Regions from separate parts of the Sus scrofa genome. Here regions 1, 2, 4 and 5 are each linked to region 3. Evidence: chromatin contacts called from public Hi-C, HiChIP or PLAC-seq and promoter capture Hi-C data. All regions are on one chromosome and are shown on one strand. Each heading gives the region's core, a stretch centred on a gene start, on an enhancer-like site or on the middle of the called end of the contact. The rest is flanking DNA. Distances are from core to core; before and after follow the strand shown.

Region 1 (3,591 bases), core at 1,070-3,569, 290 kb before region 3:
GGCGCCCCGCAGCCGCGGCAAACCCGGGCCTCACCCGGGCCTCAGAGGGCCGTTCCAACATCAGGAAAGGTCTGGGTCTGAGGACTCTCGAGTCAAGAACAACCCGGATGACTGCCCTCCCTCCTAGTGGGCCCAAGGACTTGAAGCCCGGGAATCTCCCGACCTACCCTGCCCCCACGCCTGCTTGGGCCGGGTCCTAGCATCCCCTTGGGGAACCGAAGAGCAGGATCTGTGGTCCCAGCGCTGGTGGAAAGAAACTTCGATACACCCTGGGAAACCCACGTTCCCCTCACTACTATCTGAATTCTGAACATCTGGGCTGGACCCTGCACCCCTCCTGCCGCCCTGTGAAGAGGACAACTGAACTTTGCCGGTGCCCTCCTTTTCCGGTGCTGCTCCTAGTATCTGCGGGTGGGGGATGGGGCACGAGGGTGCAGGGTAAGGAGTGATCACACATCAATAAAGAGATAACTGAACGAGATCCTGGGATCCTGTGAACACAGGGGTAGCGCCAATGTTATCACTCTTGCCCTGTGCCCAGGAGCAGGAAACATGGGGGTGGGGGTAGGATGAGGGATGTGTGGCTCTAGCGTGCAGAAGGGAGCATCCTTCGGCCTCCCGGCCTTCCCTTATCGCACTAGCCCGTCCTTCCTGTCCAGACCCCAGAGCCCTTGTCCCTGACCCCAAAGTCACCTCCCCATCAAGAGAGTGGAGGAGGCCCAGCCTGTGTCGCCTGTCCTGCTCCCCTTGGGGATCTGAGCCTGTTCTCTGACCCCAGCTTAGAGGAACTCGGTGTTGCCAGGCCGGGGAGGGAAACAATGGGCCTTCCGGAGCAGGATGACACCACCCCCTCCCGGACCAGCAGCGTGGGAGGGAAGATGGGGCCCACCCTGGGGCCTGTGGGTCTAAGGCTCAGCCTGTCCCCCATCCCCACCCCCGAACCATAAGGGCACCTCTGGCAGCACTAGACGTGGAAGGAGCGCTGAGAGTGCCCCCGACCTCAGATAAACCTCTTCTTCCTCTAGGGGGGAGGTGTGCAATCCTTGCCCCCCGCATCCCAACCACACACAGACACAGGCCATGTCAGTGACAGGTTTAATGAAGTTTGAAAGGCATGCGCGGTCGGGCTCAGAGATAGGGAGGCCCCGCCAGGCTCTCTCTTTGCACCTCAATAGAAACGATGTGGTGTCCAGGTACCATAGCTAGGCCCAGCACACGGGGTTCCCCGGCAGAGAAGGAATCTGGAAAGAAGGATCAGAGCATCAGGGAGGCAGGCCAGCGTCGGTCCCGCCCCTTCTGAGCTACAGCTTCTGGCCCCCGAAAATGAGGGATACAGCCAGGCCCTGAAGGGGAAATGCTCCGAGGCATTCCCAGGCGGGTATGCATTCCCCAGGCACTGACCCGACGGCTTGAGGAACTCCTGCGCCGAGCCTAGGATAACATTGCAGTCGCGGTCGGTGCAGAGGAAGCAACCGACCAGTGTCCGTCCATCTGTCATGCGAATCCGCATAGTCTTGTTGAGCAGCGCCTCCAGCTGCTGCCTAGCGCGCGCAGACGGCGAGTCTTCGCGCTCCCCGTCTGAGTCCTGCGCGGGGCGGGACATGTGCTCAGACCGCACCGCCCCGGCTGCTGCCCGCCCGAGGAACCACAGCTCCCAACAGCCCGCGGGGCGCTCGCAGGAAGCCCAGAGGCTGCCGGGAGCTGCAGTTCTCCCTCCGTCCTCCCACTTTACTCCCCGACGGCCCCTCAATCCCAGAACCCGAGCCCGCGCTAACCCCGGCGCTGGAGCTGCTTTGACGCCGGCTGCAACAGCCATTCTCCTCTCGTAGCAGCATAGTTGGTCCAGCTCCGGCCATTTGTCCGCGGGCCTCCTCCAGGCCCTTCAACTTGCTGAGAACCTTTCGGCTCCGGGGGGTCTGAGATCTCGCGAGCGCTCCCGACCTGTTTTCTTTCGCGAGATCACCTCCCCTCCTCGTCTCCTCGGCAACTGCAGAGATCTCGCGAGCGTCTCCTGCTTCGGCGAACGGCTCGCTGAGGTCTAGGTCGCCGGATGTCCTCAGATATCGCGAGAAGTTTTCACCTCTCTCGGTTCTTACATATCCTTTAGGAACCCTGGAAGGAAGCGAGAATACCTTTTTTCTTAATCGCACTCCCCACTCCCTTGTTTTTCTGCCTCGCGAGATAGTACGTCCCAAGCACTCCCTATAGCCCAGGCCACTCAAAATTAAAACGGAGGGTCTTTTCCTCCCCCCGGAACTCCGGAGGACACCACTCAATTACTTCAACGTCGGAATCGGACCACGTTTCCCGTGAGCCCCACCTCGCCCTCACAGCGTCTGATCTTGACAGACGGTGGCCGGAAAAGGACAATGGTTTCCATGTCAGCGGATAAACGCCCTCTCCTTAGTTCCCGGACGAGAGGGAGGATGCGGTAGTGAGTGCGCGCTGAAAAGCAAGAGCGCAACTGAAGGAGCCGGTGAGAGGGCGAGAGCCATGCTGCGCCGGGGCCTAGTGGCCGGGCCAGACTTTGAGTATTTCCAGCGTCGCTATTTCACGCCGGCCGAGGTGGCCCAACACAACCAGCTGGAAGACCTCTGGGTGTCTTACCTGGGAAACGTGTACGACCTGACGCCGTTGGCACAGGAGTACAAGGGTAAGGGCTGCACTTTTGGGCCGGCGTCGGGCGTGCGTTTGGGGGTGCTTGGTTCTTGGGTGTCTAGCACTGACACGAATGCCCCTTCCCAGGAGACCTGCTGCTGAAACCCATCGTGGAAGTTGCGGGCCAGGACATCAGCCACTGGTTCGACCCAGACACCGGAGACGTGAGTTCTGCTGGAACCTGGGGTTGGGGGGAGGGGCACTGTAGAGCGGGGACGAGGCGGAGGGGCTGACCGGAGCCCGAGATAGTGACTGCTCAGACCCCCCTCCGCCAAACCCTACTTTAAAGATCCGCAAGCACATAGATCCGCTGACCGGTTGCCTGAGATACCGCACCCCCTGGGGCCGCTTTCTGCACGTGCCACCTCAGCTGCCGCGTTCGGACTGGGCCAATGATTTCGGGAAGCCTTGGTGGCAGGGGTCGCGTTACGAGGTGGGGCGGCTGTCCGCCAAGACCCGGACTATCCGCATCATTAACACGCTCACGTCGCAGGAACACACGCTGGAGGTGAGAACTGGTGCCTGGGGGCAGGTGAGAAGGAACTGGGAGTCCCAGCAAACCTCCTCGCAGATCTGCAGGCCAGCAGCTCTCCGTAACTAGTGGCAGCTGTATTTTTTTTCCGCTTTTACGGGTGACCAAGGGAAGAAGACGACCATGTAGGTCCCCGGGGTTAGCAATTCGAGGAGTGGCTGAGCCACAAGGTGTGAGAGACTCCCTCAGAAGTCCAGGGTAGTTTGGGCGTCGTAGTTTGGTCCTCCCAAGTTCATGTTGAATTTTGAACAGCAGTTGCAGGTGGACTCTCTTATTAGCCTGCTCTATTGTGGAGATGAGGTGAGGGGGCAGTGACTTTAGGGCCAACTGTTTATTAGAAGTGGCTGCCCTAAAGGCTGGTAGGATTTGGGGGCCATTCATTGCATGCTGGAGCTCCATCT
Region 2 (3,572 bases), core at 844-3,343, 450 kb before region 3:
TCTGCCACAAACAAACAACCCCATCGTTATGCTTTTTTATCGTTTAAATCTCAGATGTACCCATTCTCGAAGATACCCAAGGTTTGCCTTCTGATATTTAAAGAAAAGAAAACCGCCCCAGGCAATGGTAGCGTCCGCCTGGTTAGCAGACAACCAGGAAGGAGCACACCATTCACAAGAGGGGGAGGGACTGAGGTTTGCATCATAACAAATGCTTTTTCCTTCCCAAAAGCGGTGGCTAAGTAGTCCATGAAGGACAAAAAAAAGGTAGAGGGGGTTAACAGCCCCTTGCAGCAAGCAATAGGAACCAGTTTAAAAGACCTTTTCTCTTTCTACTTCCCTCACATCGGGTGAATAGTGGGCTGTTCCGAAGAAAAGAAACCGGAAATGCTCCTGCGAGTGGCAGAAATGTAAATGCAGAGCCAAACAATAACAGGGCTCCCGGGCCTCTCCGGCCGGGTTACTCCTCCGAGGCTTCGCGGGCAAACCTCTTGTTTAGCATGTCCCATTTCCACAACTGACAGCCTTTAAATGGACTTTCTCCATCCTGAGGCGCTGAAGGCCAGTTGGAAAGTTCACTCAAGAAAGGACAAAGGTCCGGAAGTTAGCACCTTGGACTTCCCGGAGCACTCCGGATAACCACTTCGGAATGGAGTCCAGGGTTCCACTGGGATGCCATACGCACTAAAATCTCGAGCCATAAATCCCCAAAGTTCCAAGATCCCAAAGCCTCGGACCTTGATGCTTTGTGTGTCTTATTAAGGGCTCCCCCACACCGGGTACTGAAATGGGGTGGTGGCGGTGGTGGGGAAGAACCCCTTAGGCAGGCTCAAGTTTTCCCCAAAGCCCCACTACCCGGCGCAGGTGTTCAGCTTTTTAGTTCGGTTGGTCCTAACATCCCTATCATCTACACTCAGGCCTCCCAACATTGCATTCCTCTGTTGATGCCGCTAGAAGAACTTCCATTTCCCCCCCCCCCCCAAATCACTAAATCTTTCGCTCCACCTCCATCCTCCTTTCTTCTGAGCTGAAAATACACAGACCCGAGAGCCCATGACTCATAGAGTATTCATCAGGCTCAGTTAAGAGCTTACCCGAAGCTCAGGAGAGCGTGTCACTGTCCTGGGATGCACGCTCGAGACGGGACGTCAGGTGACCCCGGAGACCAGCAGCTACCTGCGCCAAGGATGGTGGCCCTGGACTTTTGAGGAGCTCAAAACTTTTAGCGCCAGTCCGAGCACATGGGAGGGGAAAATCCCAATCCCAGCAACCATCGCGAGACTCCTGGCACAAAGTCGCCATGACAAGTAAGGGCAAGCAATTACCCTGCGGGCGGTGGCGACGGACGGAGGTGGTGAGGGTGAGGGGAGTCAGGATTCCTGCTGTGTTGGTTTTGTAGCTACTGACAGTTTGCGGTGAAGAAATTCGACAACCCAGATCTGTGAGAACAGAATTGGTGGAAACCATTTTGAAAGACTTGTCCCCGAGTCAGACATGAAGGTGAAAGAAAGACAGCCTTTGCACCTTTTGCCTGGAACTCTGCTCTCCCAGATGGCTGGATAGTTCCTCATTAGCTAAAATGTCAATTTTTAGGAAGACCTTCCTTAATGTTCCAAGCTAACGTATTCTCCTAGTTACGTTGTATCACACTGTCTTGTTTAATTTCCTTCCTAGACCCTATCACGTTTTGAAATAATTTGTTCCTTGCCTTCAATACACAGCAACCTAAGCGTTAGGAGAGCAGAGACCTTGCCTACTATCTTATTCATTCTTGTCTTTTCCAGTACAGTACTGGGTAGCAAAGAAGAGCTCAATGATAAATATTTATTGAATGAATGAAAAGAGACGGAGGTCTGAGGAGTTGAGATGCAAAACAGGTTCAAACCCCGTAAAAACAAATATAGCGCTCGCGCCCTCTGCAGGTGGGGAGGGGAGTAGGTGCTTGAAGAATGATAGCGCGAGGAGCTCAGACACATCTCCCTGACTCAGAAGCTCTCGGACTACAAGTCCCAGCAGGCACTAGGAGATTCAGGACTGGAGGGGAACGGTAACCCGTGACCTGTTACGTCCCTGCCCCGCCCCTCTTGTGGGTCGCCCGCGAAGTCTGATCCGGGATGCGGAGGTCCAATCGAATGGTGGGCCCAAATCCCGCGAGAACAGGTGGCGCGTAGCCACCGACAGGGCTAAGGATCGCCGAGCTCTCCAACATTCCTGTTCGCCCGCCTCGCCTCGCGAGGCCTGGGGGCGGGGGGCTGTTTTCTGTCCTATCCCGGGAGCAGAAAGAAGGCACTGCTGGGTTTCTCCAGTTCTGCGTCCGGATCCGTGCGAACTTACGGCGGTCTCTGCCGTTCCGCAGGCCCGGCAGCTGGTAGCCGGCGGGAAGAGGATTGCCTGGCCGCGGCCAATGTTTGCCGTGCTTCCTCTGCAGTATGAAGACCCCGGAGGCGCCAGTGTTAGCTCCGGACTGCCTTCCTTCAGACCAGGCCCCAGCTGCAGCCCGTCTCTCTCCTCAGGCTTCCTCGATGGATAAAAATACGAACCCTGAACAGACGCCACCGCCACCCGATGGGGATGATGCGCCCCGGATATCCCCGGATCCTGGAGCTGGCTCGGCCGTGTCCCAGGAGCTGGGGGAAGGGGACCCAGCTTCTCTCTCCACTCCGTTGGAAGCTGAGTTTGATACTCCTAGTGAGTTGAGCCCTCGAATCGAGGAGCAAGAACTTTCTGAAAAAGTGAGCCTTCCTGCAGAAGAAACGAACAAGCCAGAGTTGGGGCCGGGAGAAGACATGGAAGATGTGTCTGAGGAACCCGCTCCAGAGGATGAGGGATACACGTAAGTGCTGATGGCAGTTGGCTCAGGAATCTGAGGAGGTTGGAAATGTGAGATATATCTCATCCGCCAGTCCTCAGCCCCACTTCTCCAGGCCCATTTCTCCTTGGCTTTGGCGACCCAGGTTTGTCTTCCCCATCTTCCTTCCAGCACTTGGAACTACAGCTTCTCGCAGCTACCCCGGTTTCTTAGCGGTTCCTGGTCAGAGTTCAGCACCCAACCTGAGAACTTCTTGAAAGGCTGTAAGTGGTAAGTAAGGATGAGGAGGGGGCTCACCTCTGCCACAGGTCTGCTCAGCTCAAGCCCAACACTCGCAAGATACAGGTCTATCCAGGCTTCTCTCTCCTACTCCTAGGGCCCCTGATGGTTCCTGCATCCTGACCAATAGTGCTGATAACGTCCTGCGGATTTATAACCTGCCCCCAGAGCTGTACAGTGAGGGGGAGCAGCTGGAATACGCAGAAATGGTAAGGGTAGGGACTAACTGCCCCTTCCTCAGCCAGGGCACTTTTAAGTCCTGCCTGTAGATGGAGAAAGTACAGTCCACATGTTTCCTGTCACAAACAGGGTATTTTTTCACCGTGAGTTTCCACAGGTAGCATTTTCGGCCGTCAGTTCCGAAGTCATTTAAAGTGATATTTGGCTTATCTTTCATTAGGAATATATGTTTTCCATAAAGGAGTAGTGGATTTCTCTCCGTAGTTTTTAATTGACTTTCAGATATTTATTGAATGACCACTAA
Region 3 (3,307 bases), core at 784-3,283:
AGTCATGTCTCCCAAACCCAGAGCTAAAGCCCCGGTTTCCCAGAGATAGTGCTCTAACTAGGGCAGAGAGTTAGGAGAACAAGGTAGCTGCAGAGAGCCAACTGAATAGAAGCAGAGCATCACCTCCTCCCACCAGAAGGGCCTTTAGAACTTCCCATATACACCTGCATAAGGTCTAGCGAGTGGTCGCGGGCCGGCTAAACGTTATCTGGAAAAGCTTCCAATGCATAGGCCTCCCCTCAGTGGGCAGGTTCCCACCAAGGCTCCTTGAAGAGTCCTTAAGATCCTGCTGATACCTGGCCTTGCCAGGCCGCTCCCGCCCTCCTGGTCACTTGCACAGGGCCTCCAAAACCTCCAGAGTGCGTCGGATATCCCGGACTTGGCGTGCCAGCCCCTGAACCGGCTGCAGAGCTCGCTCCAGCTCCTCACAGCGCGCCAGCAGGGTGTACATGCCCTTGATGCTCATGTCCACAGCTTCGCCTAAGGAGTCCACGGCATCACGGTAGGTCTGGATGCAGCCCACACTCAGAGCTGTCAGCTCCTGAACCGCACCACCTAACCCGCGAAGCAGACGGTCCACCCTGCCGCCCAGCTCCCGACTCAGCCGCTCCAGGTCCCGCAGCACGTCGGGATCGATGGGAGGGATGGCCGGAGTGGGTGTCGGAGCTGAACAGGGCCGCGCAGGGGCAGGGGGCGGGGGTTGAGGGGCGCCGCTCAGACGGATCTTCAGTTGCAGATTGTTGGCGACAAAGTGGGTGAGGTCGCCATGGCGGCTCACCGTGCCCTCGAGCTCCAGGGGGCTGGAGATGGTGGCGCGCCGCCCGCCGCCCGGGCCATACTCGGCACCCCCTGCGGACCCGGAGCCTCCGCACGCCCCGCTCAGCCCGTCCAGGCTGCGGCTGTCCTGAAGGCGGCTGGAGAACGAACGGCCAGTCCTGCCGGCTGCCGCCTCCTCCTCATCGTCTTCCTTCTCCTGCTCAACATCCATCCCGCCGCCTCCAGGGCTCCCCCGACGGCAGACCCTCTCAGATGCAGGCTTGTCCTCTGGCGGCTCAGGGTTCTTGAGCCGCAAGGACCCATGCGGATCATGCTCGGGACCCGGCGCCCCCAGGCAGCTCTCTGCCCCAGAAGGGGTCCCTCGCCGGCCCAGCTCATCCTCCCGAGGCTCCCGTTCCGGCCGGTGGACGAAGCTGCAGCCCGAAGGCTTTGGGGACGCCCTGGGGTGGCGGCTCGTGCCCTCAACGTTCTCGGCCTCTTCCTCTCCGGACAGCCGGAGGCCTGCGGGCGGCTCAGAGGGCGTTCGGCCCGGGCCGCCGCCGAAGATCGCGGCTTGCTGTTCTCCTAGAGCCAGAAGGTCCGCCTCGGGCCCAGGCCGCCCCCGAGGCGACTCCATACCGCAGTTGGGGGCAGGAACCGAGGAATTGGTTCGCCCCGGCTGGGAAGGCCTTGGCGGCTCCTTTAAGGGGCGTTGTAGAGGCGCGCCGATTGGCCACCGGCTGACAATGGTCAGGACGGAAACAACACTCTGATTGGGCGCGGCGACCAGGAAGTCCCAGAAGGAGCGCTGTTATTGAGCAATCGAACGCACGTGAGAGCCCGCGGGGTGGAGAGTAGGAGGTGACAGCTGCGCTCTTCGCCCAGCCCTTTCAAAAAGTTGAGGGGGCAGATCTTAAAGATGAAGATCCTGAAACGTTAGAGTCCACCGGGGGCGGGGCTCTGGCTTTTTCCGCCCACAGTTGCCAGGCCCACAATTGCCGCTTAACAAACACATCTGGTGAGGACAGGAATCAGGGTTCCTAAGAGAGGTTTTTGGGATGGAAGTAGTATATCCTGCTTGGACAGTCGGGATTGAACCGCGCCTAGTTGATCAGAAAGGATAAAACCAGAATTCTCAACAGAACATGAATGGTTCGTTCCATGGTTCTAGGAAATGAACTGCCCAGAGCGGCTCACAGTGGGCAGAGAAGCGGGCTTAAGCGCTTCTCTTCTCATTTGCCACTCTGTCTTCCCGCCCCTTCCAGGTTTGAGAGTTTCCTCTTGGAGGATGGTGTGTGATTTCACCACTAGGTAAAACATTCAATAAACGAATGAGCCTGAAGGTCAGAGTCCTGGTACCATTCTGATCTCATGTCTTCCCCTACTGCTCCTGCTGGAGCCACACTGGCCTCCTCACTCTTCCTGAGAAGACAGACATGCTGACGTCTCAGGGATTTAGACTTGCTCTTGCAACTACCCCCACCCCAACCACCCTTTTTTTGAGGCTAGGTCTATCAACCAAGAAAAATTTTCATCTTGGATATTCCTCCTTTCCTTCTCTCCTTCGGGTCCTTATTCGAATGCTATCTTTTCAGTGAGGCCTTCCTTACAGTGTTTAAAATTGCAACCACTTTCTCCAGCAATTCATCTTCCTTCCCTGCCTTTTCTTCCTAGCACTTATCACCATCTGGAATACAATATATTTGCTTACTTACTCATGTAAGTTCCAAGAGGGTAAGGCTTTTTGTCTCTTTTGTTCTCATTTGTAGCCCCAGTGCTTAGGACAGTGCCTAGCATATAGTAGGTGCTCAATAAATATTTATTAAGTAAATGACCCCAAGCCATTAATTTCTCCTTTTTGGCCTGAACTCATTCAAGATGTGTTTGCATCACTTCTCAGGCCAGGGAACCTACACCACAGCAGTGGCCTGACTCAGAGCAGTAACAGCACTCAATCCTTAACCTGCTGAACCACCAGGGAACACCTCTGGCCTCTTCTTATAAGGACACCTATCCCATCATGAGGTCCCCAATCTCATGACCTAAACCTAATTACCTCCAAAGTTCCCACCTCCAAATACCATCACATTGTGGGGTAAGGGTTCAACATGAATTTTAGAAAGCCCAAAACATTCAGTCTGTAACCAGGATCCAGAGTCATTCTTTTGGCCCCTCCCAGGGTATCTGAATCCCAGGGTTTGAGGACTCTTCCACCTCATCAGGCAGAGCCCATCTTCACTACAAAAGCTGGAATACCAAGCAGTCCCTTTCCCAGCTTCCCTGGCACATGGTTTAGGCTCCCACCACCGTCTACTGGACCACTTCTGCAGTGGAATGCTTCCTGGCTGTGTAAAACCCAAGCCTAGTTCTCCTAGAGATTCTGTGAATTACCCAGCATGCTGAAAATAAGGTCTATTTGTGCTTAAATGAACTTGAATTGTTTTCTGTTGCATGCAACCAGAAATCCTAGCTGATACACTCCCCCACTTTCCAGAAGGGAAGAAAGGACTAGCTTCCATTAGACCTCGCAGAAGAAGGATGCAACTTTCCC
Region 4 (3,212 bases), core at 288-2,787, 500 kb before region 3:
GGGGAAATTGAAGGAAAGGGGGGCTCTTCTCCTCAAAAGTGATGTTACAAAAAGGTATCTCTGAGCTTGCTCCTCAGGGTAAAAGAAAGACTAAGACAGGAATCAGGAAAGTCTCTGGAACAATTGCAGGCATAAAGTCCAAAGAGGTTCAAAATAACAAGAGTAAGATCAGTCACATAAAGAAAAATGCCTGAGAGGCAATTGGGGTCTCCCTCTGGCTTAATCTAAGTGGGAAAACCCCTCCTACAAAAAAAAAAAAATGGATTCAGAACAGATAAAGAAGGCGATAATAAAAGGAGTTCTAAAAAACCAAATCCCAGGCAACGGAGGGAGCTGAAATAAGTAAACAATGATCTTTTAAAGATAGTCAGCTGCTCCTAAAAAAAAAAAAAAAAAAAAAAAAAAAGGAAAGAAAGAAAAAAAAAGGCTATCAGATTCCCAAATTGGGTGAGTTGGCTAAAAGTCTTCCAGAAGTGGAAAGAAATGCTTTAAATAAACAGAGAATCCTCATGAGAGCCCCTTTTAGAGATCAGGGCTATGAAGCTCACACTCCTTAGGATGAAACTATCCGAAGGATCTAAATGTATCCGAGGTCAAAGTGAGATGACAAACACAAAACCACCCCTAGGGAGAACGGTAGACCAGCTAATCTTGGAATAAAGGGGTGGGGTGAGAGACTTGTGAAAAGATGCCACCTTATGGCTACGAGGCAACTTGACTGGTACAGCCCAGAGTTCCTGAGGTCAAAGATACTAAATGTCATAAACAGATTCTGACCGTTTCTCCTTGGGTTGGGAACAGAAATATAAGATGAAAGTGGGGTGAGTCTTTCAGAGCCAGTAGGCAGAGGCCTCTCCGAGGAAGATGAAAGGATCTAATATGGGACGGCCTTCCCAAGGGGGCAATAGGGGAGAATAAAGAGAATTCTCCATGTGCTAGGACTGTGGGGAAGACGTGATGAAGATCTAAGGTATGTCTTCTACTAGGAGACAGGAAAAGTCAATGAGACGCTGGGTAAATGGGGTCTCTTCTGGGAGGTGGGGGGGGGGCGCTGATCTAAGCACAATTAATACCCTGATGTTCTTTCCTGAGATGCGGGTGAAGGCAGGCGGAATAGACGGGCCAAACATAAGACGAAGGGGTTTAAGTTCCAGAGGTCTCCCCCCCCACCACCCCGAGGGCTGCGGGTGGGAGCAGGTCTAAGGCTCTAAGGGTCGGGGCTTAGCTCCAGAACCTCAATGCCGCCCCACTCTTCCCCGCTCCGGCTGGAGAGAAGGGGCTGAAGACCCGCGTTCCTGGCCGGCGCGCCGCCTCACCTTGTAGAAGGCCCCGTTGGAGCCGCGCACCTCGACGGGCAGTCCCGGCTCCACATCCCCCCCGAGGCCAGGCCGCCCATGGCGCCGCCACCGCCTCCGACTCCCCCGGCGGCGGCTGCAGCAGCGCTCTGAGTACGGGCCGGGCCAGGTCCCCGGCGTCTCCCCGGAGGAGGAGCCGGAGGGGGAGCCGCGGGGGGCGGGAGCCGGGCCGGCCCCACGGCGGCCCTGCCACAGCCAACGAGCAGGGGGCCGGGGCCGGGCCGCTCCCCGTCCGCCGCCGCCGCCTTGGTCTCCGCCACCGTGAGGGAATCGGCCGCCGCCGCCGCTGCCTTCGTCACCTCAGCTTCCGCCCGCCGCCGCCCCCGCTGCTGCCTCAGTCCCGGGACCCGCTGCTGCCGCTGCCGCTCCACGGCCTCCACCTCCCCCTGCCGCCGCCGCCTACTGCGCAGGCGCACCGGGCACCCGCCCGCCGCGCGCGGGCCCCGAGGGCCACGGCGCAGGCGTCAAGGCTGGCGACCCAGCTCGCGCTCGCCAGCGCACCAGGGCTTCCACACTTCTTTTCACTCTCTCGCGCCCCCTCCTGGTCGCGTACTTGCGCTTGCGCAGAACCAGACTGGCTCTCTTTCTCCGTCCCCCCCACCATTCCACCGCCCCCATCTCTTCCTTTCCCCGCCCCACAACACTGAGAGCTAACCAATCATGGGGAGGGAGGGACCGAGCTCACTCAATCGGATTGGATTTCTGCTGCTCCAGGTCAGACCACACCCCCTTCACCACAGTGCACTCCACCGGGCTTGAACAAGTTAGGGATGGGCATGCGCCTGAATGATTGCTTGGTCACTTTCCCCACCTTTGTCTTTCTTGGTGCGCACGCTCCAAATGGGAAAAAAAAAAAAGTCGAAATGCCCCCCCAAAAAAGAGCCTGGTGCGCATGCGCCGGGTTTTACGGTCCACACGCCAGTCTGGACTCTTCTGATCGCCTGTAACTGTGCGATGAGGTTAAAGTCTTCTTGCCTTAAGAAGATTCTGATCATGCATATGATGAAAGGTTAGAAAAGAATTTCAAGGCAGTACCAAAAGGCAAATGCAACTTAGGTTATTAGCACAAGATTTGAATCTAAGTGTTGAGGATATTCAAAATAGGAAATATTAGTACAGAGAAAGGATGGTAGAGGGAAAACTTTGGATTCTTAAACCAAGGTAAGTAAGAAATTTAGGTAGAAGTGAATAAAATAGCCCAGAAACTAGAATCCTGTGTTGTACAATTAATCATTTAACAAATATTTATTTAGCCCTCCCTGTGTTCCAATTACTGTGTTAAGTGGTAAAGATACAAAGACATAACGTCCCCAAAACAAGGATTTTATAACATATTGAGGAAGAGGCAGGCAGTTAAACAAGTTTAAACAAACAAGCGCATGGAGTCCATCTGAAGATGTGATAAAGGAATACAGTGGTGCAGAGGAGCAGAAAGAACATGTCCTTTGGGGAACCACAACTAGTTCAGAGCGTTTGGCTACACCCTGAAGTACTTGTAAATCAGATTATGGAGAATAGCTCTCTTTTATCAAAACTGGGGAGCCACTGAAAGATCTTAAGCAGTAGTATAATATCCTAAGATTTAGGAGTTCCCATCGTGGCTCAGTGGTTAAGGAATCCGACTAGGAACCACGAGGATGAAGGTTCGATCCCTGGCCTCAATCAGTGGGTTAAGGATCTGGTGTTGCCATGAGCTGTGGTGTAGGTCACAGACTTGGCTCGGATCTGGCGTTGCTGTGGCTGTGGCGCAGGCCAGTGGCTACAGCTCTGATTAGACCCCTAGCCTGGGAACCTCTATATGCTGTAGGTGCGGCCCTGAAAAGACCAAAAAAAAAAAAAAAAAAAAGAGTGCCGGAG
Region 5 (3,499 bases), core at 231-2,730, 390 kb before region 3:
GCAATGCCGTATCTGAGCTGCCTCTGCAACCTTTATCACAGCTTTCGGCAACGCCAGATCCTTAACCCACTGAGCAAGGTCAGGGATCGAAACCGCATCCTCACAGACCTCATGTCCTGTTCTTAACCTGCTGAGCCACAGCGGGAACTCCAGCAATGGCTCCTTTGTTTTATTTTTATTTTTTGATTTTTAGGGCTGCACCTGTGGCATATGGAAGTTCCCAGGCTAGGGGTCTAATTGGCGCTACAGCTGCTGGCCTATGCCACAGCCACAGCAACATGGGATCTGAGCCTCGTGTTCAACTTACACCACAGCTCACATCAATGCTGGATCCTTAACCCATTGAGCGAGGCCAGGGATCGAACCGGCCACCTCATAGTTCCTAGTCGGATTTGTTTCTGCTGATGCCTGGGAACTTCAGCAATGGCTCCTTTAGGTGGACCACACACTTTGTCACTCAACAGGAGGCCAAACCTCAGTTGCCATTTATCATTGAACGACACTTGCCGGAGAGATTGCAATTCTTGAACTTTGCTTATGGTGATAAAAAAGTTACTGGTTGGCTGTTGGAAAGTCAGGCTGAGGGAGGACGAGCAGTTCTGGCTCAGGCAGTGGAGCGGTGTCCTCAGCTTCCGGAAGAGCTGAAGCTGTGCAGTGGGTGAGGTCACCCAGGGCCAGTGTGTTGGGTGTGAAAAACCTTGAGGGGCCCCCACATCAGGGGGCTGCATGGGAAGCAGATGCTTTGCTGGGTCTCCAGCACCCGGCGGCACGCGATCTCCAAAGGGGTCCTGGGGGAAAGGCAGTGCTGACAAGAGGGGGTTCAGGAGCCAGGGGGAGAGTGTCCCAGGAGGGCAGGGGGAGGCCACGGGGATGCTAAGACCCGCGGAGAGATCCGAGGATAAGGCCAGGGAGGTCCTCGGGGTTAGCTGCAAGTCCCCACGAGGTCCCGGCCAGCTTGATGAACGCAGATTTAGAGGGAGGGTGGGAGCCAGCTCTCAGGGACTGAAGAATGGGAGGAAAGGAAAGGGAGGGGATTCAGGAGGAAGAGTCTTTGCAGCAGGTAGGCTGTGTAAGGGGCACAGAGTGTGGTACTGTTGCCAAAACCTGGCCTCTGTCCATAGGTGCCGAAACGCGGAGACAGAGTTTTGGGTGAAGGAAAAAAAAATAGCTTTTTTTTGCTCTGCCATGCAAAGGAGGCCACAGCAAGACTCTGCCTTCTTTTGGGAAAGAATTGCAGGGAGTTTTATAGTGTAACAGGAGAAAAACAGGGTTTCAGATAAGAATCAGGATTGGGGCAGACATGCGCTCTTTTTTTTTTTAGCGAATCTTCCTCACGAAGCTGGGGTCAGGAGATCCCGACAGGATCCTGGGGGTGGTCTTCTGGGTTATCGCCTAGAGTAGCAGTACTTGCGAAAAGGGCATATTGATCAGAGACTAGAACAAACTAGGAAAGCTCCTGAAAAACATCTTGTGCTAATCATCTTGAACTCACAGGCAGTTGTGCGCAGGGTGTCTAATCGTTAGCTGCCAGGTGACTGCGTTTCGGGTGCAATCGAACGAGGGAGGGAGGAGCACAGGAGGGGCTCCAACCTGTTCAGGTTTAAAGTTCTCATTTCTAAAAGAAGCATCAGGCGTATAAGTTGTAGGTGTGTGAGGTGCCTACGTCATTGTGTGTATCCCTTGAGAGGGACCCAGGATCCTGCCCCCAGGCTGCGCTGTTGTTGCTAGACTGTTCCTGGTCTCTGCTTCCCCTCCCTCCCCTGATCAGCAGCTGTCGGAACCTGCCCCTAAGGACCAAGGGAAGGCCATGGAGGCAAAAGGAGACCCATTTCCTAAAAACAGGAAATGAGGGGCACAGAAAGGGTTTTGTGCTCAGGAGCCCCACGGGGCCCTGCTCAGGTTGCAGTACCTGTGGAAGGATAGGGGTTGAGGGGAAGGCTGGGTTTTGTTTTTTAAGACTGTAGAAACGTGGCTTATTTAAATGTTGATGGGAAGGAACTGGTAGGTTTGAAGGTGCCGTGGAGCTGGAGAAGATGGGATCGGAGAAAGCCGGGGAGCCAGGTCAGATCCCAGAGCCCAGGAGGAGGGCTGCTGTTGTTGTAAATGGGAGCCCTCGCAGGGCGGACAGCGGCAGGTGTTGCTAAGTTTCAGTGAAGGGGCACGTGGGGTTCCCACCTCGGGGTTCTCCGCTGGGGGAGGTGGGGCTTTCTGCAGAGAGGGGGCGGGGCAGGCCAGGCTCGTGAAAGCAAGGACTCTGCAGGCTGTCACTGCGAGAACAGGAGGGACAGCAGGTTGGGGAAACCCCAGGGATGCAGCCCAGAGAGGCCAGCCGGGACCGGAGAACCTGAACGAGCAGCGTGCTGCTCTGTGGGGTTGCGTGCTCTCCTCCAGCCCTGCTCCGCCCGTGGATTGAGCCAGGGTGGGGGACTTGCCCGGTGGCTTAGACTAAGGAATGGGGCAAAAGAGTGAGGATTGGCAAGCAAGCGAGCAGTGGCAGTGGAGGAGGAGGTCAGTTGGGAGGATTTGAGTGCAGGTGCTGGAATGCAGGGAGGAAGCTGGGCCAGGAGAGGGGCCGTCTGTGTGATTATCTCAGAGGTGGTCAAACATGAGTTCCAGCCAGGATGTGACCGCTGAAGGTGGTGGTTGGGGCGGCGGCAGGGAGCAGGAGAAGGTCGTGGGTGTGAGGTGGCAAGGGACACAGAATGAGGTCCACAAAGGCAATTTCAAATTTTCTGGTTTTGCTAAAAAAAAAAAAAAAAAAAAGGAGTTCCCACTGTGGTGCAGTTGCTTAAGAATTTGACTGCAGTGCTTGGGTCACAGCGGAGGGAGGCATGGGTTCCATCCCTAGCCTGGCACAATGGGTTAAAGGATCCAGTGTTGCCCCAGCTGAGGCTTGAATTCAATCCCTGGCCCAGGGAAACTTCCTTATGCCAAGGGTGTAGCCATACAAAAAAAAAATTCTGGTTTTGGAGTTCCCTGGTGGCTCAGGGGGTTAAGAATTTGGTGTTGTTGCTTCCATGGCATGAGTTGGATCCCTGGCCTGGGAACTTCCCCATGCTGCGAGTGTGGCCAAAAAAATAAAATAAAATAAAACTTTCTGGGTTTGCATTTAATGAAGGAAAAAGAAACAGGTGAAATTAATTTTAGTATTCAAACCAATGTGCCCCAAATATTATCATGCCAACAGGTAATCAATGTGAAAAATTATCCATGGGGAGTTTTTTTTTTTTTTTTTTGGTCTTTTTTTTGTTGTTGTTGCTATTTCTTGGGCCGCTCCCGTGGCATATGGAGGTTCCCAGGCTAGGGGTCTAATCGGAGCTGTAGCCAGTGGCCTACGCCAGAGCCACAGCAACGCGGGATCCGAGCTGCGTCTGCGACCTACACCACAGCTAACGACAACGCCGGATCGTTAACCCACTGAGCAAGGCCAGGGACTGAACCCGCAACCTCATGGTTCCTAGTCGGATTCGTTAACCACTGCGCCACGACGGGAATTCCT

What was found. Promoter capture Hi-C pulls out the DNA fragments that hold promoters and counts their contacts. A called contact is a pair of places that touch in the nucleus more often than the background predicts. HiChIP or PLAC-seq counts read pairs in DNA pulled down with a chosen protein or histone mark.
Region 1: a Hi-C map of liver shows a contact between it and region 3, with 2.0 times the contacts expected there. The contact joins the promoter of NAA38 here to the promoter of BORCS6 in region 3. A contact is called at or near these places in 3 of 47 Hi-C or Micro-C datasets (fetal liver, liver and omental adipose tissue).
Region 2: an H3K27ac HiChIP or PLAC-seq map of skeletal muscle shows a contact between it and region 3, with 3 times the contacts expected there. The contact joins the promoter of WRAP53 here to the promoter of BORCS6 in region 3. A contact is called at or near these places in 1 of 47 Hi-C or Micro-C datasets (liver) and 2 of 2 datasets of contacts at active chromatin or transcription factors (alveolar macrophages and skeletal muscle).
Region 4: a promoter capture Hi-C map of liver shows a contact between it and region 3, with 3 times the contacts expected there. The contact joins the promoter of FXR2 here to the promoter of BORCS6 in region 3. A contact is called at or near these places in 1 of 5 promoter capture datasets (liver) and 1 of 47 Hi-C or Micro-C datasets (omental adipose tissue).
Region 5: a contact with region 3 is called in a Hi-C map of mesenteric adipose tissue, with 2.4 times the contacts expected there. The contact joins the enhancer-like site here to the promoter of BORCS6 in region 3. A contact is called at or near these places in 4 of 47 Hi-C or Micro-C datasets (embryonic fibroblasts, epiblast stem cells, mesenteric adipose tissue and 1 more).

What each region holds. Positions count from the first base shown.
Region 1 is chr12:53,110,168-53,113,758 of Sscrofa11.1, forward strand. It overlaps NAA38 (N-alpha-acetyltransferase 38, NatC auxiliary subunit), which reads right to left and starts at 2,320. Exons shown (of 4, transcript XM_013990020.1): 1 at 2,281-2,320; 2 at 1,776-2,112; 3 at 1,402-1,585; 4 at 1,082-1,241. The coding sequence starts at 1,856. The coding sequence ends at 1,129. It overlaps TMEM88 (transmembrane protein 88), which reads left to right. Exons shown (of 2, transcript XM_003131950.4): 2 at 1-481. The coding sequence ends at 81.
Region 2 is chr12:52,952,581-52,956,152 of Sscrofa11.1, forward strand. WRAP53 (telomerase Cajal body protein 1) reads left to right here and starts at 2,094. Exons shown (of 10, transcript XM_003131944.4): 1 at 2,094-2,833; 2 at 2,981-3,079; 3 at 3,186-3,297. The coding sequence starts at 2,430. It overlaps TP53 (tumor protein p53), which reads right to left and starts at 1,206. Exons shown (of 11, transcript NM_213824.3): 1 at 1,095-1,206.
Region 3 is chr12:53,404,719-53,408,025 of Sscrofa11.1, forward strand. BORCS6 (BLOC-1-related complex subunit 6) reads right to left here and starts at 2,034. Exons shown (of 3, transcript XM_021067862.1): 1 at 1-2,034. The coding sequence starts at 1,393. The coding sequence ends at 329.
Region 4 is chr12:52,901,720-52,904,931 of Sscrofa11.1, forward strand. It overlaps FXR2 (fragile X mental retardation syndrome-related protein 2), which reads right to left and starts at 1,538. Exons shown (of 17, transcript XM_003131974.5): 1 at 1,317-1,538.
Region 5 is chr12:53,019,126-53,022,624 of Sscrofa11.1, forward strand. The region is part of intron 14 of DNAH2 (dynein heavy chain 2, axonemal); the gene reads left to right. Among named protein-coding and RNA genes, the nearest start is that of DNAH2, 39 kb to the left of the region's middle. Within about 2 kb of position 1,481, at least 8 of the 83 cell types and tissues checked have an H3K27ac peak or open chromatin away from gene starts, as enhancers often do. A contact at or near this core is called in mesenteric adipose tissue and retroperitoneal adipose tissue, where this site is marked.